3 separate regions of the Macaca mulatta genome follow, and all the other regions are linked to region 3. The links are chromatin contacts, called in public Hi-C maps. All regions are on one chromosome and are shown on one strand. Each heading gives the region's core, a stretch centred on a gene start, on an enhancer-like site or on the middle of the called end of the contact. The rest is flanking DNA. Distances are from core to core; before and after follow the strand shown.

Region 1 (2,700 bases), core at 105-2,604, 740 kb after region 3:
CAAGGACAAACCTACCTAAGAGAAGGTGAAGGTTGTCTGACTAGATGTCTGACTCAGGAGGTGACAACCAAGGACCAGTCCCTGACTCAGCATCACCACCTCTCACTCACTTGCTTTCACTTAGCAATTCTGCTGGCAGATGAGGTGGAAAAATCCCGAATTGACCAAGATGATCTTGAATTAATTTTTTGACTCGGTGCAATGTGAGATTACTCTGAATTAATTGATATTTGGTTTCTGACAGCTAGTAAAATAAAAATTCAAACTAGAAATTAAAATCAGTTATGGGGAAAGGTGATATTTTCTTGCAAAACTGAGTTTGCAACCTAAGAAATATACATTAGCCATAAATGGTGGTAAACTACATCATAAATATATATTGTAAGAATATAATGTCTTTACTTTTTCATTTTTACTTTTAAAGGTAAATTTAAAACATTCACAAAGGGAGAATAAATAGCATAATGAACTCCAGCTCCGACAATTATCAGATGTTGTCAATCTTGTTTCTTCTATTATCTTCCCACCCCTCTCCACACACGCACACATACTTTCAATTCTCCTATGTATATTTAATAGAAAAGGGATTTCAGCATTACCAAGATATCATAATATTTTTTATTTTTTATTTTTTTGTGGAAATGGGGTCTTGCCATGTTGCCCAGGCTGGTCTCAGACTCCTGGGCTCAGGCAGTCCTCCCACCACCGCCTCCCAAAGTGCTAAGCCACAATGCCCAGTCCCAAGATATCATTATGACACCTAAAAAGATTAACAGTAATTCTATAATATGGTTTAAGATCGTCTTCCTGTTCAAATTTCCATAGTTGTCTCACCGGCATCTTTTTTGTTTGTTTGTTTTGAGACAGAGTCTTGCTCTGTCGCCCAGGCTGGAGTGCAGTGGTGCGATCTCGGCTCACTGCAACCTCCGCCTCCCGGGTTCAAGCGATTCTCCTGCCTCAGCCTCCTGAGTAGCTGGGACTACAGGCACCCGCCACCACGGCTGGCTAATTTTTTGTATTTTTAGTGGAGACGCCGTTTCACCGTATTAGCCAGGATGGTCTGGATTTCCTGACTTCGTGATCCGCCCACCTCGGCTTCCCAAAGTGCTGGGATTACAGGCGTGGGCCACGGCGCCCGGCCCTCACTAGCATCTTCTTATGGCTGTTTTGTTTGAATCATAACCCAAACACGCTCCACCGATTGTATTTGGAAGTCTCCTGGGTCCCTTTATTGTGTAACACTTTACCCTCTAAAGTCTGTGATTTCTACATTTCTAATGCACGTGGAATCTTGCCTGTGAACTAAGGCTGAGCACGAAATTCACAAGTCTGCAAGCTGATTTGGAAGTACCACGCTAACTGATTGCGCCTCTGGAGCCACCACAGCTGATTTAAATGTGGGCTACAGCAGTGTTTCAGCAGAAGAGCAAAGAATTCCTCAGACAGAGATCTGGCTCCCTCTAGTGCTTTTTCAGATTATAACAGCCTCTGATTCTCAAACCAAATAAGAACTAGAAAAATGATCCCAATGTAAATAATTTCATGATGTATGCCCTTTTAGCTGCATATTTCTTACATCACACCATTCAACGAGGATGGAATTATTTTATTTTCTTTAATAATGAAAGATAACGTTTACTGAATATTAAGTACAGAGTCAGAAGCTACATGTTTATTCCACAGTCTATGGGAGATGTCATATTCCATCATTTAAAGTAACATCATCATATAGGAGTACAAAGACTTACTTAAAACAATAACAGCAACAACATCAAATTAACATCATCATCTCTGCCAGAAGTCTTGCTGCTGTTTCCAAGGTACTCCTATTGTTTTAACAGCTCCTTTATTTCAAACTGCCACTTTCTCATTTTACTCATCACTGCATTTGGGTTAGAATTGGGAGTAGGCGGAGGTTTCGCTAAAAGAAATAAATTCTCACAGTTGTTTCTGATATGGCATCAAATGGATGAAAACAGAACAGAAGAGAGGGCCAGGCACGATGGTTCACACCTGTAATCCCAGCACTTTGGGAGGCCGAGCTGGACGGATAGCTTGAGCCCAGGAGTTCGACATCAGCCTAGCCAACATGGCGAAACCCTGTTCTACAAAAAGTAGAAAAATTAGCCAGGCGTGGTGGTGCGCACCTCTAGTTACAGCTACTCGGGAGGCTGAAGTAGGAGAATCGCTTGAGCCCAGAAGGGCGAGGCTGCACCAAGATTGCACCACTGCAACCGAGACTGCACCACTGCACTCCAGCCTGGATGACAGAGTGAGACCCTGTCTCAAAAAAAAAAAAAAAAAAATGTAAAAAAGATGAGAGACAAAATCGTTAAGACCAGGCTTTGGCACCAGGTGGCAAGAAAAGGGAAGCATAGAAAGTGTTACAAATAATTGACATCTACTAAATTAATGTACTTTAAAATAATAATTGATTGTACAAAGTATTATAACTGGCATTAAAAAAAAGAAAGCAAGGGCAAGAAAGCATACACCTAATCTAGGAAGGCTTATTTACCATGAATAACCTCTTCATCTCTGAGTATATAGAAATACATAGTTTTATAGACACTTTTGTATATTTATGTTTTAAAACTATAGCTACTCTGCCACAAGCCATTTTTAAAAGGGGCATTCCTGAAAGAAGAAATAAAGCTGAATTGAAGTTGAGAGTGAGGCCAGGTGTAAATTAGTTTCATC
Region 2 (2,700 bases), core at 200-2,699, 870 kb before region 3:
AGACTCTGAAACATCAACATTTTTGCCCCTTGTTATGAAACACCTATCTGCATATTTCATTAGTAACATCCATCCAGAATTTACAATCCATATAAATTAGCACAAAAATTGTTAACGTACATTTGGATACTGAAACTTAAAATTTACTTTAATATGAACTTCTTTCTAACAAAAGACTTACAAAAGGATCTTCCCTACTGAACTATTATAATTTATTCATTTAAACCAAAATAAAACCAGGTCAAATAATAGCTTTCTATTCTACTTCAATTAATTTCTCTCCTTTGAAAGTGCCACATACTTCTTTTACAGCATTCTTTTTCTGTGCAGGTTACGGGCAGGCAAAAATTCACCGTAGAACTTGGCCAAGACTAGTAATCTACTCTTATGACTTGTCTCTACAGTCACACTTTAGACTTAATATATCATGTTCAATTACAGAAATACCATCCTGGCTAACTGCTGCCATATAAGTCTTCCTAGTACACAGCTCTAAGTGAATAATCACAATTTAAGGAATAAAGTCTAAATTACTGAGTTCGGCATTCAAGGTTCTCATTTACTTGGTACCAACCTCACAATTCAACCTTATCTCCCACTTATCTCTTTCACACATCTTACATTTAGGTTAGCAGGGAGCAATGACTTTTTAATTTTTCAGAGGGGTAGGCGGGGTGGGGAGTTCTATGAATATACCTTCCTGTCCTTCCCGCTCATATTTTAGACTATACAAATCTCACCCATCTTTCAAACCTTTCAAAAGTTAAATGTTTCCCTCATGAAGTGATCCCAAACTCCTCTCCACAAAGCCTTGAATCTGCATTGCACCTTTGTGTACGTTCTAAAAAAATTATTACTTTATACTTTAATTGTAGCTGTTTTTATATATGTCTTATGACCGCTACATATGAATTCTATAGATAGGATGTGTCTAATCACTGGAAAGTTACAGTCAATAAATATCTTTGGTGTGTGAGAGTATCTCCTGTTCTTATTTTGTAGGATTTGGAAGGTCACTTCCAATACAGAAACTGTTGAAAAGAAAAGAAAAGAAAAGAAAAAAACACCCTTCAGTTTAGCTAACCCAAAAGATAAAAAAGGGCCTAAACATAGATTCTAATATTTACTGAAACGCTGTATTTAAAAATACCGAAAGGGTGCTTGAATTTCCACATCTGTACAAGTCAAATTGTATAAGTGTATTTGCAGTGAAAAGAATGCTACCACCTTCAAAGCATAACACAATTTCACACCACTTGCTTCCCCTGACATTTTTGATACATTGTCTAACACTATGCCACCCAATGCCATCATAATTAAACCTGTTCTTTCATTTCCTAACATTCCCAAACTAGTTTACTATGCTGATTCTTAGGAGATAATGTACTCACATTGGCCATCTCCACTGGAGAGGGCAGTTCGCAAAATAGCTTTCCTTTGGTAAAGTTATTCCTGGGAAAGAACACAACAAAACAGACGAGTGACCGATTAAACTCCAACAACAGACAACTGAGGTAACGTCCACTTCGGAGGTGTGTCCTCCACCACGTCAGGACCAAAGTCCAAGCTCTCCCCGTACCCTAAGGAGGCCAGAACTCGCCCCCATACCGGGCACAGATCCCCCGGCCCGGAGCGGGCACTGCAGCTCAGAGCCCTTCCGGTTTACAGCCGCGGAAAATAAACTCGGACCAGATCGGGGCGGGGAATGGGGGCTGGGCGGCCACAATTCAGTCCCGGGAATCGAAGCGGCTGCTTTAATAGAGGTTGGGGCTGCATAACAACAGCTCCAGGCAAAGCTTCCGGCTAAGCTGAAGGATGAGGAAGCAGAAAAGAGACTAAAGACAGAGGGACAGGATGGCTGGGGACAACGACAGGGACCCAGTGAAAATACAGGCAATACCGAGGGCTGTAGCCCTAACACGAGCAAGTTTGGAGGGGCTAACGTGGGCGGAAACCGTCCGTACCAGGCACCACCACTGTCCCCAGCTGTCCCAGAACCAGACTCTTCCTGCCGTTAAAATGGCGGCGGCGACTGCAGCTGTGGTAGCGCCTACGCTGGCGGTGACCAGGCAGAAGAAGTTGCTGCTGAGCGCGTCGATGCGAAGGATCGCCGAACCGATGATGCGCACGCGCAAAGTAGGCCTACGTGGAACCGACCTGTCACTGGGTTAAACGCATGGGAGGAGAAAAGGTGGGGCGAGGGTGATTTGGGTGGATGGAGAGGAGGGCTCCCAACCTGCGTTAGGCGGTCAATTAACCTTCATGAACTCCTTGATGCGTTTGATAGTCTTCCCATCTTAAGCCTTTCTTACTGCCTCCAGGAGATACAGTCTTCTGTTCTTTTTGTCATAGTTGTTTATTTTTCATGACTCGCTGTTTTTGAGCGTAGGACACTTACCTCTTTCTGTGTTCCCATCCCTACCACAGTGCCAGGCTCTCGATATGCTCAATAAATAAATATTAGGCGACGGATTTGTAAATCGTATATCATTTTCATGTATCTAATACGTTTTTTAAAAATTGACTAAAGCCCATAAGCCTATATTTTATTTCAGCTGTCCTTAGTTTTCGGCCTGGTGTTCTTTTCCGTTCCAGGTTCCTGTCCGGAATACGTCACCATGTCGCTCCAGGCTTCTCTGGACTGTGACCGTTTCTCAGACTTTCCTTGTTTTTGATAACCTTAATAATTTTGAAGCGACT
Region 3 (2,700 bases), core at 97-2,596:
GGCTGCCCGGCCCCTGCGCCACCAGCGCATTCCCGGCTGTAGGCGTCACGGGTGCCGCGGCTGCCTGCGCTCAGTTTCTCTCCCCTAAGAGCGGCAATTGCAAGTATCCGCGTCGCCTCTGGGATTTTCTCCCGCCTCCCATCACCCCCGCGGCGCTCCCCGCCTCCCTGCCAACCAGCAGGTTAGATCTAGGAGGGGCGCCTGCCTTGAGCCGGGTGGTTCCGCCCAGGCGCACGCAGCGCCGCTGCAACACCCTTCAGCATCGGGCCACCTCGGCCGACCCAAGGCGACTTGACCACGGCTCCGCGGGCAGATTGCTCCCGGCCACCTAGCCACTAGTGGCTCCAACCGCGGGGTCACCCTGCGGGCACACAGCGCCCTCCTCTCCCCACTGCCATCTCCTGGTCCACGCTGTCGTCTGCCGCCCCCGCCCAGAAGGGATACAATTTTCGCCCACCAGGGACCGTGGGAATCCTTTGGGAGGGCCAAAGTTAATGGAGGGGCGCAGACGGCTTGTAGCGCGAGGTTTCCCGAGACCCGCCGCGCATCCCCCAGCGGCTGGAAACCCGCCCCAAGCGCCACGCGGTCCTCCCACTCTTACCCGAAGTGTCCCACAGGCTCAACTCTATTCTTTGTGTGTCGATTTCAAAACTGGCCGTGTAATTCTCAAACACTGTAGGAACATAATTCTGGATAGACAAAATGGGCGAAAGAGGGCAAAGAGGTTATGTTTAAATGCACGACACCCGTTGAACACCCTTCGCCTCCCGGCTCCCCAATTAAGAAAGAAAACCCTCATACATCAGACCATACACTAAGCACATAGACCCTTTCCGAAATCCCTGTCCTACTCCCCACCCACCCGACCCGGCTCTCACAGACGTGCTGACCCGAATTTCCCAAACCCAGGTTATGCACACAGGAACGAACAAGTTTCAGGAGCTAACCAGCCCATGTGCAGGCGCGTCCCAACCCTAAACGTTTCCAGCGCACTTTCCCTTTCCCCGCAGTCTAACCAGCGGAAAGTAGTAAGGGCGAGAAAGACTTTTTTTTTTTTTTTTTTTTTTTTAAGCAAAAACGGGTGAAAGCGGGGAAGCCCACCTCAGGACTGGGATCCCACTGGCCGACCCCCTCCTGGAAGCCGCGGCCGGCCACACTCACCTCGGGGAAGCAGTCCTTGGCGAAGACATGGAGCAGCGCAGTTTTTCCACACTGACTGTCTCCCACCACAACTATCTTGCATTTCACGTTCTGATTAGGATCCATGATAGATTTGCTGGATAATTTCTGGCTGGCTCTTCTCTCCTTCATTGATGTTGCCTTATTTTCTCTTGGAACAGGAATTTTCTCTTAAGAAGAAAATATATTTTTCTCTTTATAAAAAGCAGATATAAAAATAAATCGCAAGGCTGATGGGCAACCCCTGAAACGCGGCGCAGACGAGGAGGAGAGCGAGAGGAGGAGGTTGGTTACTCCCCTCCAACAAGTTTTAAGCCTGACTCCTCACCGCGCCTCCCAAGTCCAATTCCGAGCCGACTGCTTTGTTTCACGCTCTCTGCGCGGCTTTATACGCCCGGCCTTCCAATCCTCTTCTTTCTCAATGAGAGGAGGAAACTGATCTGCCTCCTCCCCTTTTATGGAGCCTGGGAGTGAGCGCTGTTGCCTTGCTTGCCGAAAATGTAAGCAGTGCGCCCTCTAGGGTGCCCGTTCGGGATCTATTTCAGACCAGGCTCTGCGACGACATGAAGACCCCAAAGATGCTTTGCTGACAAGTCCACAGGGCAAGGTGGGAAACTGGCATCTGTGGATATTGATTTAAACTACAATCCCTTTAAATATAGTTTAATATAGGGGCTTATCTGTAGAAGCCTCATGACCTTTTATGAAAACAAACATTTCCCACCCAAGTTAAAGCACAGTATAAAACATAGGAAGCAAATCTTGGGTGGAGAATGGTTGAGTGGTTCTATTTTTTTTTTTTTAAATGGTTTGTGTCAGGTACATAGGCCATGGACCAACAGATTAGCCTCTTTATTCCAGATGCAAGAACTGACTTGGCTGGGTCATAGCAGTACACTGGCTTCTAAAACCTGTCAGGCAGAAAGGTTTTGAGGAGTGGGTACAGGAGGTGGGAGGGGAGAAGAAAGAGAAGTGGAAGATGCCCATCACTGAGTGACAAAGGCCATTGGAAACTCAACCCTAGGGACCCAAACACTTGTCAGCTTAGTTACACCTCCCCACACTTGCAGTGAGGAGACTGGGGGTTGGCGGGGGGGTAGATGTTGATATTATCTGTTAATTCTTTATAGCCTCCATCTTCCTGGAATCAAAGCACCCTAGGCTTGACTCAAAAGGCACAAATATCTTTAGCTGAAAAATGCAGGTACAACCTTCCACCCTCTCCTCTCCCCTCCTCCACATCCATCTCTCTAGCCCTCCTACTCTTCCCCGCAAGCAAGAGTCTTAGAAAGGACCAGAATAGTCCACACATTTGTTCTTTTTCTATGAGAAGTCTTTTTCTCATCTTCATCTCCTGCACCCCAAATGCTCAGGAGGTTTCAATTGTTACAATATAGTGGGACATTGGCCAAAACCAACTTATATGGTCTCCTATGGAGACTCCTAGGCTTATAAATGAGAAGAAGATGAGGTGAAAACAAACAAAGCAGAAAGTTCAACATGGGAAGTGAAAAGGCACAA

The links. A called contact is a pair of places that touch in the nucleus more often than the background predicts.
Region 1: a Hi-C map of fetal cortical plate shows a contact between it and region 3, with 2.8 times the contacts expected there. The contact joins the enhancer-like site here to the promoter of RND3 in region 3. A contact is called at or near these places in 4 of 14 Hi-C or Micro-C datasets (blood, fetal cortex germinal zone, fetal cortical plate and 1 more).
Region 2: a contact with region 3 is called in a Hi-C map of liver, with 5 times the contacts expected there. The contact joins the promoter of LOC144333309 here to the promoter of RND3 in region 3. A contact is called at or near these places in 3 of 14 Hi-C or Micro-C datasets (fetal cortex germinal zone, fetal cortical plate and liver).

Annotation. Positions count from the first base shown.
Region 1 is chr12:56,198,902-56,201,601 of T2T-MMU8v2.0, forward strand. No RefSeq gene overlaps it. Among named protein-coding and RNA genes, the nearest start is that of RBM43, 23 kb to the right of the region's middle. Within about 2 kb of position 1,355, at least 5 of the 40 cell types and tissues checked have an H3K27ac peak or open chromatin away from gene starts, as enhancers often do. A contact at or near this core is called in fetal cortical plate, where this site is marked.
Region 2 is chr12:54,592,449-54,595,148 of T2T-MMU8v2.0, forward strand. It overlaps LOC144333309, which reads left to right and starts at 1,450. Exons shown (of 2, transcript XM_077956552.1): 1 at 1,450-2,136. The coding sequence starts at 1,855. MMADHC (metabolism of cobalamin associated D) reads right to left here and starts at 1,456. Exons shown (of 7, transcript NM_001265642.1): 1 at 1,392-1,456. The coding sequence starts at 1,400.
Region 3 is chr12:55,462,176-55,464,875 of T2T-MMU8v2.0, forward strand. It overlaps RND3 (Rho family GTPase 3), which reads right to left and starts at 1,347. Exons shown (of 5, transcript NM_001261682.1): 1 at 1,162-1,347; 2 at 602-689. The coding sequence starts at 1,311.